Linked DNA regions of Ovis aries: region 2 is linked to region 1. Evidence: chromatin contacts called from public Hi-C data. All regions are on one chromosome and are shown on one strand. The core of a region is the stretch at or near the end of the contact, and the rest is flanking DNA. Distances in the headings are between cores, read along the strand shown. Region 1 has its middle 23 kb from the start of TRNAS-GGA. Region 2 has its middle 44 kb from the start of NR1D2.

Evidence for each region. A called contact is a pair of places that touch in the nucleus more often than the background predicts.
Region 2: a contact with region 1 is called in a Hi-C map of liver, with 3 times the contacts expected there. The contact joins two enhancer-like sites. A contact is called at or near these places in 3 of 16 Hi-C or Micro-C datasets (liver, skin fibroblasts and tail adipose tissue).

The regions. Positions count from the first base shown.
Region 1 is chr26:41,068,466-41,072,439 of ARS-UI_Ramb_v3.0, forward strand. No RefSeq gene overlaps it. Among named protein-coding and RNA genes, the nearest start is that of TRNAS-GGA, 23 kb to the right of the region's middle. Within about 2 kb of position 1,921, at least 12 of the 54 cell types and tissues checked have an H3K27ac peak or open chromatin away from gene starts, as enhancers often do. A contact at or near this core is called in liver, where this site is marked.
Region 2 is chr26:41,293,945-41,297,918 of ARS-UI_Ramb_v3.0, forward strand. No RefSeq gene overlaps it. Among named protein-coding and RNA genes, the nearest start is that of NR1D2, 44 kb to the right of the region's middle. Within about 2 kb of position 1,642, at least 4 of the 54 cell types and tissues checked have an H3K27ac peak or open chromatin away from gene starts, as enhancers often do. A contact at or near this core is called in liver, where this site is marked.

The DNA.
Region 1 (3,974 bases), core at 671-3,170:
TTGGGAACTGTACGTTTCCTGAAGGCCAGTTTACGTCTTATTCTCAGGGTCTAGCACGGGGCCTGCAGGCCTGGCCCGTTCGCTTCTTGGTGGGAGAGTCAGGCTGGAGTCCTGCCAGCCCCACAGGTCAGGAGTCCAGCTGGTGCATCCAGCAAGGGCGGCCTCGCCAGTCAGGTGGCGGGCTGGTCAGGGCAGAGGGGTGCACCCAAAAAGTGCCCCGGGAGAACTGTTTCTTCATTTCCTCCCCTGCCCACCATGTTCCTATTCAGACAAAGTTATTATTTAAACAAGAACTTGCCCAGATCATGGAAAACTACATATTGTATGATTCTATTTATGAGAAATGTCCAACGTAGGCAAATCTCTAGACAGGAACGAGATTAGTGGTTGATTAGAGCAGGGGGAATAGGGGTGAGCTAAGGGGTGTCCGAGTCTCTTTTTGACGTGATGAAAATGTTCTAGGGAGTTCCCTGGTAGCCCATGGATTCTGAGCTTCCACTGCAATGGCCTAGTCAGGGAACTGAGTTCCAGCAAGCTGAGTGACCGAAACATAGAAATAAACATCTAGGTTGAAAAAAAAGAGGAATGTTCTAAAAGTGGCTGTGGTGTACATATCTATGAATATACGATAATCCATGGAATTGTGCACTTTGTAAAGGTAACTTACATGGTGTATGAATGATATCTCAGACTTGCATACCCACACGTTTCACTGCTTATCTGTAGAGATGAAAACCAAGGACTTCTTATTGAAAATTAACCAAGTCATTTAAACATGTAGCTGAATTCTTTTGTACCTTTCTTTAGGCAAATAGAAGAGCTTCTCCTTCAAATGCTCAAGACTTGCTAATACATTAAAAAAAAAAAAAAAAGTACAGTCTCTGATATGGAAAATAGCTGCCAGGAATTAGGCTTTTGTTTCCTTTAAAAAAAAAATTACACAAAATAAATTAAACAGGAAGGTAAGAAAGCAAGCCAAGCCCTGCTCTGTTGTGAAAAACTTGGACTCAAAGCTGCCGTTAAGTCTGCTTTTCAAAGGAGGATCCTCTCTGAACTGAACGATCAAAACGAAGGCCCCCAGGGGTCTTAAGGTGATAGTGGCTCTTCCATCAAAGTGGCACGTGCTGTTGAGAACAAGCTCATTTCTGCTTCCGTCAGCTTCGCGGCTGGGCACTAACTGTCCTTCGTTTCACTTGTTTGCACTAACTTTCTTGCTCTAGGCCTAGAGACCACACTCCTTTCCTTGCTATTGTCAAAATGTGCCCCTTGTCCCCATTTTAAAGCAGGCTGGCACTTGGCTCTTGCTTCTGGTGACTAAATCCATCTCGGTCAGTTTGTCTTTGAGTAGAAGAGCCCCAAGGCCCGTGCAGTCCTGTCGTCCAAGGCAAGACGTATCTCTGGTGTGTGTTTACGGCAGAGTCACTGCACCCTCCCTGAGCAGCCTGGGACTGGAGCAAGAAGGAATCAGCGGGGGGCCATGGTACCTTAGGAGCCAGGGGCTCTGGGACGTTTCACAGGCGGCAGGAGGACGTTTCATCCTCCACCTCCACATCTAAAACTAAAGGGATGAATCAAGTGACCGGTGAGGTTCTTTCCAACGCCAGCCTCCAGACAAGGCATGGGAGATGGAGAGCTGGGGCCCCAGAGTCCGAGTGAGCTGGACGGGTGCCTGCACCCTGCTTCCTCAGCCCCTCTGTGCTGGGCACTTCCAGGCTCAGACCGGCTGCCTGGGTGCCTCCTGTGCGTAACTGTCTCACCCGGGGTCAGGGCTGTCAGTAGTCACAGCTGTGATGCATCTATGCTCAATTCAACACAAAAGCAAAAGAGCCGGCCCCGCACACTTCCAGTCTCCCTGGGAGCCAGGCTGGTGTGCGCAGGTTATGGACCACGTGATACTGACTACAAAGCTCCAACCCAGGAGAGGCGAGGTGACGCCCTGAAGCTTCAGGGGGCAGAGTCTAGGGCTGAGACTGTCGGCTGGGAGGAAACATAAGTAAAACCCTCCTTGTTTGTTTCTTTCTCTCCTCCCCGTCTGACTCTCCCAAGTTTGTTTTGGTTCTGAAACCAGGCCCTCCCAGGGGAGCTAACAGAGAGCAGACCCTTCATCCGCTTCCTGTCTCCGAGTCTCCGGGCCTCGGCCTGAGGGGCCCCGTGGGCTCTGCGGTGTCGCCTGCCTCAGTGGGTGCCCTTTTCAGGTGCCCCCACCCTTCCTGGCCACGATCTGCGGGCCTGCGTCTTGGGAGAAGCCCTTCCCCCCTCCCCTCCTCCTCTGCTCTGTGCGGAGGAACACCTCTCCAAGCCCGGAAAGAGAGCGGTGCACGCGGAGGGTTTTCATTCATTTCACCAATCAGATCTCGAAACACTGGAGGCCGTGGTTCTTCACACTCTGTTCCTCGCCAGCACCGTCAGTGGTTTGGAGGTGTTGCTCTGGCGCGGACTCACGTGACCAGCCTCCCCTCGGAGCCGAAGCTGGATCCAGGGCCAGCCGTGTGAGTGTGGGAGGTGGCTCCACTGTGCTCGCAGGGCACGTCCGCCTGCCCCGTTGGTGGGACTCCTGTTGTTCGGTCCCTGAGTTGTGTCCACCTCTTTGCAACCCCGTGGACTGAAGCCCGCCAGGCTCCTCTGTCCTCCACTATCTCCCAGAGATATCAAATTCATGTTCAGGCATGTTTCATCTGTACTCAGATCAGATTCCGCCCAGGCTGAGACGTGCCTGAGCCCCTCTTCCCTGCTGGCCTGCCAGTCCGTTCTGGAGAGCTCTCAACACTACAGACTTCACCCCACTTTTCCTCTCCCACCTCCCTCCTCTGCGGCAACAGCCTTCCCCCTCCACCACCCCCCATGTGTGGGCCGGCCTCCTTCCCCTCCCCATGGGGGTTGCCCCCCCCCATTCCAGCTGGGCCACTCCTGTTCATTTGTTTCATCTCATCCCAGTGAGCACTTTTAAGAATCTCATCCCATTCACCGCTTCTAAGACTTCCTTAAGTCAAATTCGGCCTTTTCGTCTTTCCTTTATATTGTAGAGCATCACTAGAGTTTCCATTGAATTAATACTAGCATATCTCTAATTCTACACTCTACGCTCAGCTGCATTACTGACTTGATTAATATCTGTTCTCTCCCCCGAAGGTGGTAAGCACTGTAAGCACAGATACTCTGGACTGTTTTTGTTTGCCTAGCACCTGGCACAGGGGCTGATCAGCATTAGCTCCTCAGTAAATATTTCATGAAAGAAATGGATAGAGGGAGTGAGGGAGGGGGAAAAAAGGGATGGATAGGTGGACAGGTATGGCATCTTTGGGCCAAGACGTGGGCTTTAGCATAGGCAGTGGGCTGACAGAATGAGCATTATGCAAATTCTCCACTAACTCAGAACAGGGAAGCATAAGCATTTGACAGTGGGATTGTTGAACTTGATACCTTGGACATCTCCTTGCTGTTTTGCACTCTTCCCAGGGACACTCTATTTTTATGGGAATGTAATAATAATAACAAGCACAGTACGTATTTCTTAACCACCACAAATATTTCTCAAATGCAAACTTGCGGCTTCTGATTCATCCATGTTGTTAGGGAGGAAAATCCAAGCTGTCACAGGCTTATGAAAAGCCCTGCATTCTTCTTCTGATTTTACATGACTAATGTCATTAAACAACCACAGAGACTAACCCACTGGTCACAGGAAAATAAAAACGGTCTTGTGTTGGTTGTGTCTGGCACAAAGCCTTTGTTCAGGAGGATATGCATCTGCATGTCTCACATCCTAGAATGAACTGACTTATAGCATTCAGTCATCTTCAAGCGATCAAGCCCTTATTTAAAAAAAAAATTAAAACACACGGCACCCTATAGCAATCAACTGACTCCAAGGAACTTAGCCTGTTACTAAATACCTAGGAGACAAGGACGTCTGGGTTTGACTCCTACACATTTAAGTGCATGCTCGAAAACACTTATCTTAGAATGAACAGAAG
Region 2 (3,974 bases), core at 392-2,891, 230 kb after region 1:
AACTGAAACTCCAATACTTTGGCCACCTCATGCGAAGAGTTGACTCATTAGAAGACCCTGATGCTGGGAGGGATTGGGGGCAGGAGAAGGGGATGACAGAGGATGAGATGGCTGGATGGCATCACTGACTCAATGGACATGAGTTTGAGTGAACTCCAGGAGTTGGTGATGGACAGGGAGTCCTGGCGTGCTGCAATTCATGGGGTCGCAAAGAGTCAGACACGACTGAGCGACTGAACTGAATACATTTTTTTAATAATGTATTAAATCATATTTTCTGAAGGGTTTTCTCCTTTATTTCTAAATCCGAGTGCCTTATCAAGCAATATGGAACCTACATGTCGAATGTATTTAAACCTGTTTGTTATAGGTATTACATTGTATGACACTGACATTCTCCTCTGTAGGAGCTATTTCAAGGCTCAAGTGATTCTGAGGCTCAAATGTTAGAGAACTTTCTTCTCCTGGTCCCTCAAAGAGTCCCAGAATTTGTAAACCATACTCTTGACTCCTTACTGCACATCAGTTTCTTTTGTTATTATTATTATTGAAATATAGTTGATTACAATGTTGTGCTAATTTCTGCGGTACAGCAAAGTGATTCAGTTGTACATATATATACATTCTTTTTTATATTATTTCCCTTCGTGGTTATCCCACGACATTGAATATAGCTCCGTGTGCTATATAGTAGGACCTTGCTGGTTTTCATTCTATATATAATAATTTGCATCTGCTAGTCCCAACTCTGGATCCATTCCTCCCCCAACGCCTCCCCCTTGGCAACCACAGGGAACTTCCAGTCCTTAAATGTTTGTCCACGCTTGACAGTCATGTGGTGGAAGGATTTCCCAATTAGTAAAGCCAGTCCTTCCCCCTTCTTTTTTGTCCTTTGTCCCTGATTCTAAAACAAAGTAGATGTTCGTAAAACCAGTCCCTCCCCTTCTAGAGCTCCTTTCCCATTTGTCCTTGATTCTAGCTGCTTTGGATAGAGAATGAAATGGCTTCTCTACGAGGCAGTAGAGAGTACAATCTATAAACCCTCTCTGCAACTGAATGGAATAGGATGACACTGGAGAATCCCATGGTAAGGAGAGAAAAAGCACCATGTGAGTGCAAGGCGCCACTGGACTCTTCACAAAGCCCCTTTCAAAATACTGCCTCCCATTATTGCCGCCTCTTCAGAAGGCAGCTGGAGGACTGCTAATGGTACTGCTGGAAACACCTGCCAATGTGCACCCCCGGCTTCCACAGCCTTCTCTGAGAAGGGACAGGCTGTGCCCCCAAAGGAGCCGCGTAAGCATTATTCCACTTACTATTATGGCATCACAAAGTACTTCAAATGTCAGCGTATAAAACGATAATCATTTTATTTTGCTCCCAGTTTCTGTAGGTCAGGAATTCAGGCAGAGCTTGACGAGGACGTTTCTACTGGGGGTCCCACAAGAGGCTGCAGTCAGATACTGGCTGAAACTGCAGATATCTGCAGGTACAACAGGGTTACACAGCCAAGATGGTCCACCCACACAGCCAGCAGCTGACCCTAGCCAGCAGATCAGAGGGGCACTCAGTGGGGCTGTTGACTGAAGAGCTCCCCACGGCCCCTCTCCCTCGCGGCGGCCCCAGGACAGCCCCAGTGCACGCATCCTCGCAGCCAGGGCAGAGGCGGCGCGGCTTTGGATGATGTAATCTTGGAAATGACAGAGATTGTGACTGAGCAGGCCCCTATGGGGACTTCCCAGAATAGACCTCTCTCTCCACCCATGTCCTCCACCTGCCTTTTGTCTGCAGGAAAGCTTCAGTCAAAGAATAATCAGAGAAGTGAGAAAATGCAGAAAGAAAGGAAAACAGTCAAGCAAGACAAGTTAATAATACTTTAACCATTGACTAAAGTCGACGAGCTTTAGCTCTTCCCCAAGAGCTGTGGGTAATATTCCGAGCCATGTCCTTTGAGCTGTTCTGCAGACCCCAGACGGGTCGGAACCAGAAGCCTGATGATGCTGACTCCCAATGGCATCATCACCAGCCAGTCAGAAGAGCATCCACAAGAAGGCCACACCCTGCTCCTCGAACACCACGACTCTCCACTACCCCCTCTAGGGTTGGGGCACTTAGTTTTGAGGGCATTGGCCTGCTGTGGCCCGCTCTGCCTGATAAAGCGATAAAGCTGTTTCTTCCTGCTTCACCCCAAACTGTTTCTATTTGGCACCGGTGGACAGAGGCCAAGTTTTGTTCTAGTCTCCTGACAAAAGCAGTCACAAGCCTGCCTGGACTCTGGGGAAAGAATCCACTGAGCCCCCACCTCTCGATGGAAGGGATGCCAAGGATTTGCAAAGGAGACTAAAACCACCCCAAGAACTCCAGATGCCAGTCTGTTCTGTAGCTGGAAGTCACCCTGGAGGCCGACGCTGCTGCTGCTCTTCCCGCGGCCCCTTCTGGCTCCAGAGGGTGGGCGGTTCGGGGGGTTGCTGGCCATGGCCCTCCGTGGGGGCTCAGGCCGCTCTGTCTCACAGCCCAAGGGCTTTCCCTGGGCTGGGGGAAGAAGCTCAGTCCTAAGGAGCAGCCCCCAACCAAAAGAGATGGCATCAGTGGATAAATCCCCAGCTTCCTCGCCCCTTGCGGGGACAGCGCTATAGCCTTGTCAGGTGGTGCCGCCACGGTGGGGCGGCTGGCCCGGGGGCGGCCAGCTCCTGAGCACAGCCTCTCCGACTCTTCCGCCTCGCTTCTGCTTCCTGACATCCCTTCCCAGCACCCAACATCCTGTCCTCAGCTTTTGGTCTAGTCTCTGGGTCCTGTCTAACTCTTACATGACCCCATGTTCTGTAGCCCTCGAGGCTCCTCTGTCCATGAGATTCTTCAGGCAAGAATACGGGAGTGGGCTGCCATTTCCTCCTCCAGGCAATCCTCCTGACCCAGGGATCGAAGCCATGTCTCCTGCACCGGCAGGCGGATTCTTTACCACTGAGCCACCGGGGAAGCCTGTCATCAGCTTTTAGGAGGATGCAAACTCAAACACTCATTGCGCATGTCCTGGCGAGAGAAGGCCCTGAGCACTGCTGCAGCAGGTGGTCTGAAAGCCCTTCCCCAGCCTGAATTCCCGCTCTCGTCATCATTCATTCCATGACTGGGCCAGCTGAGACGGTCTGAGATCACTCTGCATTCTCAAAGAAGTCACAGGTAAAGCCAAAATTTCCCCATTGCAAGGGATGGTGAGGGGACAGTCAGGGTTCCCTTAGTGGCTCCCATTTCCCCATGAAATAAAAAGCACTGCTTGCACCCCAAACCCCCTCCTCCCAGAAAGCAGCCATAAAAGTCAGCACTGAACAATGGTCTGAAGCCTGAAAATAAATTAAGCAAGACTGAAAGCAGAAAGATCCCAGTAAAATCTAAACTTCCATAGCCAGCAACCCTCGGGCAATTACAGTTTCTACAGAGAAGAGTGGGATTTAGGAATGGAAGTTGTTTCATTTCATTCTTCATCCTCTGCTCCTGGAATTAGCTTCTCAGGTGATCAGTCTCCCCTTGGCTCTCAGGATCTCTTATAATTAGTTCTGTGACACGACACATGTGACTGCGGGCAAAGCTCAGAAGAGTGGAAAGTCTGCTTAGAGCAGTTGCCGGAAGCCCCAGTGTTTTCTCAAGCCTAGCTGGCTAATTCAGTTTCTTGGCACAGCCAAGAATGGGTCCCCAGATCCACCAGGCTGTTCTGGCTCCCCTGAGTGTGAAAATGTCTCAAGAACTCTTCTTTCGCTTCTCTGGATCCTTCTTTTATGTCCTATCTGAATGGAGAAAGTGTGGTCACAGGAGTTTATCATGTGTCCAGCCTTGAACTGGAGCTGGAGTTTAATACCTCCACGCCAGCCACCCCCAGAACGCCTTAGCTCCCGCGTGGTATCTACCAACAGAGGTAACAGACCTGCCTGGAGACGGCAAACTGGTTGTTTTCTTGAAGGAACTCCGGAGACCAAATTATA